Linked DNA regions of Mus musculus: all the other regions are linked to region 3. Evidence: chromatin contacts called from public Hi-C and HiChIP or PLAC-seq data. All regions are on one chromosome and are shown on one strand. Each heading gives the region's core, a stretch centred on a gene start, on an enhancer-like site or on the middle of the called end of the contact. The rest is flanking DNA. Distances are from core to core; before and after follow the strand shown.

Evidence for each region. Hi-C and Micro-C count contacts between places; a contact is called where the count stands out from the background. HiChIP or PLAC-seq counts read pairs in DNA pulled down with a chosen protein or histone mark.
Region 1: an HNF4G HiChIP or PLAC-seq map of pancreatic cancer cells shows a contact between it and region 3. The contact joins the promoter of 1700016A09Rik here to the promoter of Meak7 in region 3. A contact is called at or near these places in 2 of 115 datasets of contacts at active chromatin or transcription factors (memory CD8 T cells and pancreatic cancer cells).
Region 2: a contact with region 3 is called in a Hi-C map of CD8 T cells, with 4 times the contacts expected there. The contact joins the promoter of Gins2 here to the promoter of Meak7 in region 3. A contact is called at or near these places in 1 of 39 promoter capture datasets (liver) and 1 of 484 Hi-C or Micro-C datasets (CD8 T cells).

Annotation. Positions count from the first base shown.
Region 1 is chr8:120,535,786-120,539,507 of GRCm38.p6, reverse strand. It overlaps 1700016A09Rik (RIKEN cDNA 1700016A09 gene), which reads left to right and starts at 1,782. Exons shown (of 1, transcript NR_151732.1): 1 at 1,782-2,616. Gse1 (genetic suppressor element 1, coiled-coil protein) reads right to left here and starts at 2,099. Exons shown (of 16, transcript NM_001145896.1): 1 at 1,946-2,099. The coding sequence starts at 1,952. It overlaps Mir7687 (microRNA 7687), which reads right to left and starts at 812; the gene lies at 754-812.
Region 2 is chr8:120,586,736-120,590,337 of GRCm38.p6, reverse strand. It overlaps Gins2 (GINS complex subunit 2 (Psf2 homolog)), which reads left to right and starts at 1,263. Exons shown (of 5, transcript NM_178856.1): 1 at 1,263-1,412; 2 at 1,499-1,613. The coding sequence starts at 1,323. It overlaps Gm10614 (a long non-coding RNA gene), which reads right to left and starts at 1,161. Exons shown (of 4, transcript XR_003947476.1): 1 at 284-1,161.
Region 3 is chr8:119,776,640-119,780,318 of GRCm38.p6, reverse strand. Meak7 (MTOR associated protein, eak-7 homolog) reads left to right here and starts at 1,903. Exons shown (of 8, transcript NM_028883.2): 1 at 1,903-1,959.

The DNA.
Region 1 (3,722 bases), core at 533-3,032, 760 kb before region 3:
CAGAGACAGGGAAGTTAAGTTACTCACAGCCAGAGGCCGCCTGCCTGCCTGCCAGAGGGACAGCTTAGCCAAGAGCAACCAGAGGCTTCCAAAGGGTCAGGCTGTTTTGGAAGCTTCCCACCACCCCCACCCCATTAAAAACCTACCTGGAGGCATCAGAATCGCCCCAGGCCAGCCCCAAGGTTAGCTTAATGGGGGCCTGACAAGGCCTGATTCCTAGTAATTTTAAAATGTTAACTAACTATATACACCCCCTTTTCAACCGTAACTGGTCAGAATCCTACTAGCTGCCCCCAACAGGTCAGGGCCTGATCTGGCCTCTCTGCCTTCCCGGTTCGGAACCTGCCCTAAGGCAGGCACAACAGAGCCCAAAGCCAGGACAGGCCTCCCACCTCCTTTCCGAAGGCGTGGCTGACCCCGGGTCTCTGGCTGGCTGCTCACCAGCGCCCCCTCCCCCCAAGCCTCCTCCGCTCCAGCTGCCAAACCAGGCGACAAAAGCCAACCTTGTACCAAGCCATCAAGGCGCACACACACACACACACACACACACACACACACACACACACACCCCAGGAGGTGGTCAGGCGTGACCCGGTGGCTGTGAGAAGTGTTGAGCAAGCGGCTTCGGCACAGCGAGCCCCATCGAGGGAGGCTGCCAGCAACCCTGTTCCGGTCCACCCGGTGGGGCGTGACACCCAGCATAGCAGATGACACACGCTGCCAGTCGGAGCCTGTGCCCCGGCCCCCCTCACCTGTGGCGGGGCGACTGAGTGGCTGAGTCAGACACAGCCTGCGCCTCAGGTTCCCCGCCTGCGGGTGGGGGCGGCTGTAAACACAGGCTAAGCAACACTTAAGTAGCCAAGCTTAAGTAACACGGACGCCCAGGGAAGGCTGCTCGCCAGGGGGGCCTTGTCTTCCTCGGGAAGAGGGGGTAAACCAGTCTCAGACTGAGACACTGCCAAGCGGCCAGCCAAGACCTCCTGCCTCTTTGTCCCCCAGTGCTGGGAATCGGCTTAGGCCCGATGCTCCCTCCTAGAGCGAGGCTGCGCCTTTTGTTCCGGTCCTCTTTACAAAAGGATCTTGTATTTTGGTTTGTTTTTTTCCCCCCTTCCATTTGGTGGTCTCGCTTGTTTTCAAACCCCAACCTGTGTGGGCCCCAACCGCGACAGATAAGGCACCGCAGGGGTCTAGTAAGGGTTTAGAGTGCTTTAAATGCATGGAAGACAAAGGCTGGTTTGCACCAAACCGACCCAACTCGAGCTGGCACCCCCACCACGGGTGGCAGGTGCGCGGGGGCGCCCCTTGCTCGCTCCCGGCTCCGATGCCCAGACCTGCGGCCCCAAGCCTGCTCCTCGCAGTCCTATTCGGCCCCCGCCACCTCCCGGCGCTCGGAGAGGCGGGCAGCGGGGAGGGCAGCCCAGCTCCCGCTCCGCCTCCAAGAAGGGAATTTAATTAGCCTGCCGGAGAGGCGGCGGGCGACGAGGTGTCTCTGGTGCTGCAATATAATTGAATCGGCTCCACTCGGGCGGGCCACTCGCCGTCAGCGCGGCCGCGGGGGGCGGGGAGGCGCATCCAGGCGGAGCGGGAAGGGCTGGGCGGGGGGTTCGGAGGCCCCTTGGACTGCCACCCCAGGTAAAGCACCCCCCCCCCCATCCAACCACCTGCCTGGGCGCCCCCGCCCCATCCAAAGTTTTGCTACAACCCCGAGCCCCGGAGCCGCCCCCGCGCACTTCCCCGCGCACTTCCGCGGCAGCAGAGCCGGCTGAGCCCAGCGCGCGCGCGCGCAGCCGCGAGTGTGGCTTCAGGTCGGCCGCGCGCCCCGCGCTTCTCGTCCCTCACACCCGCGGGACCTGGCACCGGCCGTTGGCGCCCCTCCCGAGCCCACAAACTTGGGGAGAGGAAGAACGAGGGAACCCCCGCCACCATCCCCCACCCGCGCGCTCACCTTTCATGCCAGGGCCCCGCTGCTCCACCGCTCCTGACACATGCCGGAGCCACCGTCGCCCGGGTTTGTCTGAACTGCTTATCTCACCCGGGGCTGTGCGGCGGCGGCTCCGCCGCTCGGGGAGGTGGAGCTTCCGGGGCCTGGGCCAAGAAACACCTGCTGCTGTCGCCGCTGAGGACACACCCAAGCGCAACGCCGCCCACTCCCCGGCCCCGGCTCGCTCCCGGCGCCCTGACCTCAGCCGGCGGGAGGTGTCGGGTTTCAGCCGCAAGCGCACGCGCGCGCACCGACAGACCGCCCGGAGCACCCAGCGCGGTCACAACCCGCCGGGTAGGTGCCGCCCCCCGCGCTCCTGGCGACCCTGGCTGTCCGGACAGTCCAGGGGGATCTCTCAGAGGCCTCGCGGGCCACTCATCTCCAAGAGTAGGGAGGAGTGGCTTACAACACGCCTGCCATATCCGAGCCTCATAGCCGCCTCCCCAAGCGCCTGGAACAGTGCCTGGCACCTGGCCACCCACTAAGAGAGGGGAGGGATAGGCCTTTCCTTGTGCTGAGTGGAGGGGACCACACAATATAGGCCGTTGGCCTCTCTCGATCTCCAAGATGCCTGATCTATTACCACAACTTTAAAGGACTTAATGTTAAGAGCTCGGGCCACGAGCCTCTGTCCCAAAGTTTTGCAAAGTCTCCATCTCGCTTTAAGGAATTTTTGAGAAGGCCAAACGGCGGGGGCTCTAGTTCTTTAAAGAGCCCATGTTCGAGAAGTCCACGGAGGCGCCGCTGCGCCAGGGGCATCATTAAGTAGCTGGGGTTGCGGTCAGAGGCGAGGCCGCCGCCTCCAGAAACTGGCACAACCCACCGCGCCACCGGCCCCAGCGCACCGCCTTCCCACTCTTGGCACCCCCACCCACCCTACCTCACCCAGGCACTTCACGGGGATGACTCAGGGAGCGTCCTGAAATTCCTCGGCACCCACAGGCGGCGCGGAGAGGGACTGTGGGCCCCAGCGTCCCCGCCCACAACGCGACCGATCCCTAGAAACACCCCCTTCCCGCCACCCGGGAAGCGCGAGGTTACAGCGCGAGCCAGGCAGCCGGGGACCCTCGGCCGGACCCAGCGCGCAGAGAGCAGCCATCGAGGTGGCAAGGTCGTCGCGAGGTCCCGGGGTCTCCCCCGCCCGGCCTTTCTACACAGCTCTCTTAATGATCCTCCACTTTCAGACTTTCAAGCCCGGAGGCCACCGCACCGGGGGGGTTGGGGGGGGAACCTCAGCGCCGCTGCGGGTCTCAACTTTCCACCGCGGTGCCAGCCCCAAACCTGCCCCGGGACATGCCCGCGCAGTGCTCCGCAGGCGCGCGCTGCCTCCCCCGCCTTCCTCCCTCCCGCGCCAGCCGGGACAGCGCCGGGAGCGAGCGCGGGCGCCAGCACCCCCCGTCCATCTGTTCCCGATGACGCCGGCGGCGGGCAGCGCTCGGGGCCCGCGCCAGCAGAAGCCGCCGATGCCGCGGGGCGGGGGCGCACGCCGGGCCAGTCTTGCACAAGCCCCTGGCCGACCACAAACGACAAGGGAAACGGGCGGGCGAGGGAGGGCGGAGTTGCTGCTCCTACCTGCGGCCACCGGGTCCCTGGCCCCACACACGCGCTGCGCGGCCTTTGGTCCACGCGTTAGTTCGCGTCGCCCGGGGCAGCGTGGCCTCCGCAAGTTTACGACGCTGGAGACCAGGAGGATGCGCCGGGCTCCCCAGGAGTGGGGGCGGGGAGAGGCGCCTTTACCCGT
Region 2 (3,602 bases), core at 14-2,513, 810 kb before region 3:
CCCTAGCTGGTGATCCTTCTTGCTTCCACCTATGGAATACTAAGATTACACCTCACCTCAGCGCCCAGTGGTGAGGGTTTCACACTCAGATCCAGCCCCTCTTGTCCTTACCAGTTGTAGGTGACCTATTCCTCCCCAGGAGCTACCCTGGTCTGCTGGCACCCTGCCAGAGTCACCCTGATTATAATGCCTATTAATAGTTCAGCTGTCCTCACAAGACTCCTGATTCAAAATGCCCCTGTGGGGCCATATTAATGCAAGGACTCTAGGGCTGTTGGCTTACCAAGGCACTCTGTACAGAAGGCTTGAGGGCATCAGGCTCCAGGGTATAGCTCAGTGGAAGAGGCTGTGCTTATCATTTTTGAGGACCGGGGTTCCATCTTCACAATTGCAATAACAACAATAATAAAAGAATGATAATACGTGTGCAAACTTGTCCCTGTAGTCTCACCTGAGGTTTGGTTTGCCAAAGTTCTGATTCTGGGCTCTGTCTCGAAGGATCTGCATGGAGCAGATAGGGGAGGCGCATTTTCATTGCTTTTAAACCATCTGTAGAAAGGGCAAAGACTAAAATTAAAGGGAAAACACTTCCTTCGATATGGCGTCTGTGTGGACCAGCCAGCCATGTCCGGGGACCCGGAGCTGACTTTGAGATGAATGCGTTTATTCCTGGATCTGTGTTTCGCGCAGGTGAAAACTCGGCTCCAAACCTTTACCCTCAAAGAGTGGAATCAGGCGAGGGACTCAGCCTGCTGCAGGACGCAAAGGAGCAAGAAGCCATAAGTACACAGCCTCCAGCTCGTGGACAGAAGGGGGCGGGCGCAGGAGGGGCGAGGCCGAACGAAGGAGGGGCGGGAGCAAGAGGCGGGGCTGTACAGACCCGACCCAAACGAGGTAGGTGCGGGGCCGTGAGCGTGGTAGGCGGGCAAGAGGCGGAGTCGAGGCAGACCCGGAGACCAATGAAAAAAAGCGGACGGGCCAGAGGCGGGGCCTAGAGAGGGTAGTGACGTAGTAGGGCGGGGCCGTCAGGGCTGTAACTCGCTGGATCAGGATTCAGGAAGCGTGGAGCCCAAGTACTGGAAAGGGCATCGGTAGGCCTTAGAGGGGCGGGGCCGGCGTACAGCTCCGCCTACAGACCAATCCGCGAGTTTGTACTAGCTGTGACTTGGAGGCTGCGAAGAGAGCAACGTCTCTATAGGGCCGCCGCAGGACGTCTTCCGTTCGAGGGGCGGGCCCCGCGCGGTGGCGGGAAAGAAGTGCCTGAGGCGCTGCCTCTGAGTCGCGGAGGGGCGGTAACGGGCCTGGGCCGCCTACTCTTCAACATGGATGCGGCCGAGGTGGAGTTTTTGGCCGAAAAGGAGTTGGTGACTATCATCCCGAACTTCAGTCTGGACAAGATCTACCTGATCGGGGTGAGCCAGGGCGGTACGGGGCGGCGGCCTGGGATCATGCTCGGGTCACCGCTCCTTTCCACCTGGGGTCTGCGTTGTCCTTGCAGGGGGACCTGGGGCCCTTCAACCCCGGCTTACCCGTGGACGTGCCCCTGTGGCTGGCCATTAACCTGAAACAGAGACAGAAGTGCCGCCTGTTACCTCCGGAATGGATGGATGTGGGTGAGCATTCCCGGGCCCGGGTGGGCGGGCTTGTACGGGGAGGGGGCTGTAGTGATGGCGCACGCCTGTAGTCCCAGCACTCTTTAGAGGCGGTAGAGGCAGGAAGATCTCTGAGTTTGAAGCCAGCTTGGTCCACAGAGGGAGGTGCAGGACAAACAGCCAGGACTACACAGTGAAACCCTGTCTGGGGGTGGGGTGGTGTCCTAGTCAGGGTTTCTATTCCTGCACAAACATCATGACCAACAAGCAAGTTGGGGAGGAAACGGTTTATTTGGCTTACACTTCCATCACCAAGGAAGTCAGGACTGGAACTCAAGCAGGTCAGGAAGCAGGAGCTGATGCAGAGGCCATGGAGGGATGTTCTTGACTGGCTTGCCTCCCCTGGTTTGCTCAGCCTGCTCTCTTATAGAACCCAGGATTATCAGCCCAGAGATGGCACCACCCACAAGGGGCCTTTCCCCCTTGATCACTAATTGAGAAAATGCCTTACAGCTGGATCTCATGGAGGCATGTCCTCAAGGGAGGCTCCTTTCTCTGTGATAACTCCAGCTGTGTCAAGTTGACACAAAACTAGCCAGTACAGGTAGGGATTGGGGAACAGAGATGCAACCTTAAACAAGTTTTGTTTTTGTTTGTCTTTTTTTGTTTCTCTGTGTAGCCCTGGCTGTCCTGGAACTCACTCTGTAGACCAGGCTGGCCTCGAACTCAGAAATCCGCCTGCCTCTGCCTCCCAAGTGCTGGGATTAAAGGCGTGCGCCACCACTGTCTGGTGACTCTGATAGTCTTGAAACTGGGACCCCAGTTTCTGTGCCTTGAGGGGCATCTTTAGCACCCCTGTCCCCCAAAGCCTGAGTCCATTTCCCAGTGTCTGCTGGCCAGGGTTGGGGAGCAGGGGAACAGACTTCTATTGCCTTTGCTACATGGAGAGGAGCAGTCAGGAGTGCAGGAGGCCTCTCTGTCCTGGGATCTGAGGTCAACAGAATGCTGTCGTGTGCCATGCGGCTCTGTCTTCTGGAAATGTGTGGTTTGCAGTTGGCCTGTGGTCACGTGGCCATCACCTTGTTATCCTAGGTTTTCTCTTGCATGAGTATTCTGCATCTACTTACCCATCCTGTGAATGGGTATTTAGGTTACTGCCCATTTTGAAATATTTTTTTTTATTTTTGTACGTAAGGGTGTTGTATGTATGTATGCATGTACGCCACTTGGCGCACAGTGCCTTCAAAGGCCAGAAGAGGCTCTCTGGATCCCCTGGAACTGGGGTTACAGGTAGGTAGTTGCTGCCACATGAGTGCTGGGACCCAAATCCAGGCCCTCTGACAGAGATACAATTACTCTTAACGGCTGAGCCATCTCTCCAGCCCCGTTTCCCAGTCTTAAAAGTCATTATTGTGTCCGTGTGTCTGCACATGTGCCGTGTGTGGCGCAGGGGTGAGCAGAGGACAGCGTGTTAAAGAGTGGGGTTCTGGCCTTCCACAGTGTCTAGCTTCATCAGGCTTGGTGACAGTCACCTTTATCTATGGAGCCATCTCCCCAGTCCCCAGGTCACGTCTCATTTTGTACCGTTGTGTGAGCCTTTCTGTAGATCGGTGTTTCCCTTTGGTTGGTTGAGACGGGGCCTCATGCAGCCCAGGCTGCTGCCTGCTTGCTGCGTAGCTGACACAGGGCTTCACCTGATGACCCTCCTGCCTCCACTAGCCCTCTTGCTGGGTGACAGGTGTCTGCGCTCTGCCTCCTGGCTTGGTTTTCCTTAGGATAACCAACAGATACCTCCTGTTGGGGACCTGTTGGGCTAGAGGACAGATGATTCTTAAGTTATAAGCGGCTGCCAGACAGTCCTGCTGAGTGTTGAAAGGTCCGAATCCCACAGAACTGTCGAGGAGGTCACATTGTCCCACATCCTGGCCAGAGGTTTGGCCTTGCCGGTGGAGGGGCCTCACCTACGGAGCTCTGGACCCCGGCGCTGACAGGTCGTGGAGAATTGGCTTC
Region 3 (3,679 bases), core at 654-3,153:
GAGCTGTCCTCTGACATACATGCTGTGGCATATGATGTGACAGTAGCTACGAGCTCCAAAAATCCAAACCCACAGAGCATTCCCTTCTCTGGAAATGACTGCCAACCCACCATGTCATGTTACAATGGAAAGAGCCCTCAGTTTGGCACCAGGACTGCCTCTGTCCCAGCTGTGTGTTCCTGGGAAAATCACTTAACCGCTCTGAACCCTAACTCAGCATAGGGCCCTGGCTTCCCATTATGAAAGGCCTGGAAAGGTGGTTGAGCCGTGACAGGGAAAGTAGCATGCTTGGATGAACTCTCAACCCTAGACATCCAATTGGATCTTTATAACCTAACTGGTTTCTTGCTAGAAGCCCCTGAACCTCAGCTCCTCTCCATGTCACTCGCCCAACCTGCAGCATATATCCACAGCCACACCTCCGTCCTACCCTCTCCCCTTAGTTTATACATGCCAGGTGGGAACTGAATGAAGGAGTAGGCACTAAGGGGAGGAAAGGAGCCTGACACATTTTCATATGTCACAGACTGGTGACCCATGATGCCCTGGAGGACTCAAAGGCTGTCCTGGCTGCCTCAGCCTCACTCCTCCATGATGGCCCTTGTAGCCCAACTTCAGCTCGAGGCTCTGCCCACTGACTGGTCGTTTTCCTAGGGGCTCATAGGAGGGTGGTGGTGGGGGATCAAGTCAATTCAAGGTGTCTTGGTGTTAAGATGGCCGTGGAATGTTGGGAACAAACGCTAGGTGGAGCTTGGCTGAGCGAAAGGCAGATGGCTTCTGGTGGACATGTGACTTCAATCCACTAGGGGGAGCTAGCTGCCCGTTTTCTTTTGCTGTCTCTCTTCTACTCGCCTTTTCAAAACTTCCACTCTCTGTATCCCAGGCTGGCCTGGAACTCACTGTGTAGACCAGGCTGGCCACAAACTTGCAGCAATGCCCCTGTCTAAGCCTCTTGAAGTGCTGAGATTACAGGTGTATGCCACTACACTCAGCCGGGCTGGTGTCACAATAATTAAATAATAATACTAATAATACTAATAATAATGTGTGGTGTTTTGCTTTATGTGCACCGTGTGTGCAATGTCTCTGGAGGCCAGAAGAGGGCGTCGGATCCCCTGGAACTGGAGTTACAAGCAGGCCTGAGCTGAAGTGTGGGTTCACCTGTGTCCTCTGTTAGAGCAGCAAGTGTTCTTAAGGACTCTGCCACCTCTCCGGCCTCTGGTGTCATTTTTCCAGCTACAATTTCAGACAGCAGCTTCTGTTACTTTGGGGGGTTGGGAGGAGTTCCTCTGTGCCACTCGGACGGTGGGGTTTGCAGGCAGCGACAGTGGGTTCGTCTCTGCTGAGAATTCTGGGACCTACCTCTGTTGTGTCTGTCTCCGACACCAGAAAAGGCCCGGTAGGGCTGATAGCAAGCTATCCCACTCCTGGGGACAAGACCGGCCGGCATCTGCTTCTGTGTGTCAAGTGCTCTATTGGCTAACGCAATGGACTTCAGGAGGTAAGGAGGTCAGATTTTCCACCCTAGTTCTGGGGGGCGAGTCCCAGCTCAGGCCTTCTGTTCACAGTGCCCCTGTTCCCAGCCTCCCACATTGCTCCCTTCTATCCGCTCCCTGCATTTAAACCCCCTGATCCGCTTCCAGCCCTTCAGCAGCTTCCTAGCACCTCCTAAAGCCCAAGTTCTCCTTCAGCCTTTGCAGAACCTGAGCAACTGTCAACCATCCCCAAGTGTTCCGCTGTTACAGGCTCAGTTCTTCGATCCCAGGCTCCGCCCACTCCCCGTGAACTACAATCCCATTGGTTAAGATCTGACTCGGGCTCCACCTCTCAGTAGCCCTTTTCCAATTGGTGCTCATGACCGTCCGTCAGCGCCGTTGCTAGGGAAAGGGCTGGGCGACCCGGGCAACCTTGCTGCCCAGGACGTACCGGAAGGAGCTCGGTCCCTGTAGACCAAGGCTGGTGAGCCGGAGGGAGGGAGCCCGGGCGAGGCTGGGCATAGCTCAAGGAAGGAAGGAAGACCTTCGGGGTGGCCTGAGCAGCCCCCAAGGAAGCTACTGTCTCAGGCTACTGTCAGAGAAGCAGAGAGTGCCTGGGATGGGGTGAAGCTGGGCTCTGAAGGGATCCGTGGGCCTGCCTTGTTTTCCGAGACGAACCCAATAGAGTTCCTTCAGAGGCAAGCTCAAAACCAATTTAGGGGGAGGCGAGGAAGGTGCCCTGGCCTGCACTCCTGAGGGGGGCTGGGACAGATGGAGGGCTGCCAGCTGCAGACCCAGTAGGCTCCAGGACTTGGACATGGGCTTGGTGTGGCTGTTCTGATGGGGTGTTGACCCCAGGAACCAGACAGTGTGTCACGATCTCTTGGAGGCCCCATGGGAAATTGTCCGAGGCACACTCCAGCCTGCCACCAGGAGCTTGGGGCTGCAAAGAGCTGGCTCGCCACATTCTTCGTGACACAAGGAGCCCTTTTTATTCTCCAGGGTCCATCTGTGTTTGTCTTTGGTTTCTGGAAAGCAGAACCAGGTGGCGATGTTAAACGATTCACCCAAGCTTATTAAAGCACGGCAAGCTAAACTCCTTTTAAGACCATGGGTTAGTGACTTGGTGATGGGACTTCACTGTTGGGGAGAGGGCCCCCTCCCGAAATGGATCACCTGGTTGGGGGGAGGAGGAAGGACGTGTTTAGCTATTAGGGGCAGTAGAGTGTTGAGGATAGACTGTTGCGGAGACTGGAATGTTCAAGGAAGCTCACTGGTGGGTTCAGGAGACTTGGATCTGGTCGGGCAAAGGCTTCCCCTTGATTGTGCCCAGGTGGGAAAGCCCATTGTTATACAAAAACTGTCTGGAATGGCCACCTGTGTATGGATTGAGACTGTAGAGCTCATAGGCCCTGTGTGGAGAATGGTCAGGGCTGTGGGTGACCTTTAAAGGGTCTCTCCACATCCCCCCCACCCCCCCACCCCCGCTTTCTGATAAGAAAAATGGCTTTGATCCTTGGCAAGTGTCTCTTTTGGGTCACAAGGCTGATACTCACTGCTACAAGTGACCTTACAGTCACTGAAAGATGTCTTCACCTAAGAAAGGTGGACATAGTTGCCAGGGGAAAGCTACCCCATGGACCAAGGTGTCCCCATGGAGGACAGAACCTGCCCCTGACACATGCAAGACCTTTCTCCGGGAAGCTGACAGATTGCTGGCCCCATGACAGAGCTTGCAGCCTAAAGGGAGAGCATGGGCCCCCCCGAGAATCATTCTTGCTGCAGCTGTGTGGAGACAGGCGGCCTTCCAGCTGTAGCGGCTGGGCTGGTACAGGGTGAAGAGCCATATTCTCAAGGTCTCTCCCCAGTCCTCCCTGAGCTGTGGGCTCCAAACCTGCCCTTCCCCTCCCCCTGCCTTCCTCACAGAGCAGCCAAGCTCTGGCTCTGTCCTGGCATCTGGTCCTGTCCTGTACTGCCCCTGGCTTGTTTACCATTCAAGGCTTGGTGTTTAGCATTTACTTTCTCAATCAATCTCTGCCCCCTCCACTGCTGTGGCTTAGTACTAGCAGGCCGTGGGGTATGCAGCTGGCATCACTGTGCAGGGGTGGTTCGTGCATAGTGGGGCAGGTAGTGCTGACCATGGGGATCTCGTGGGGTCAGGGTGGATTTAAGCCCTTGGGGGCTACTTAGGACCTGGTCGTGAA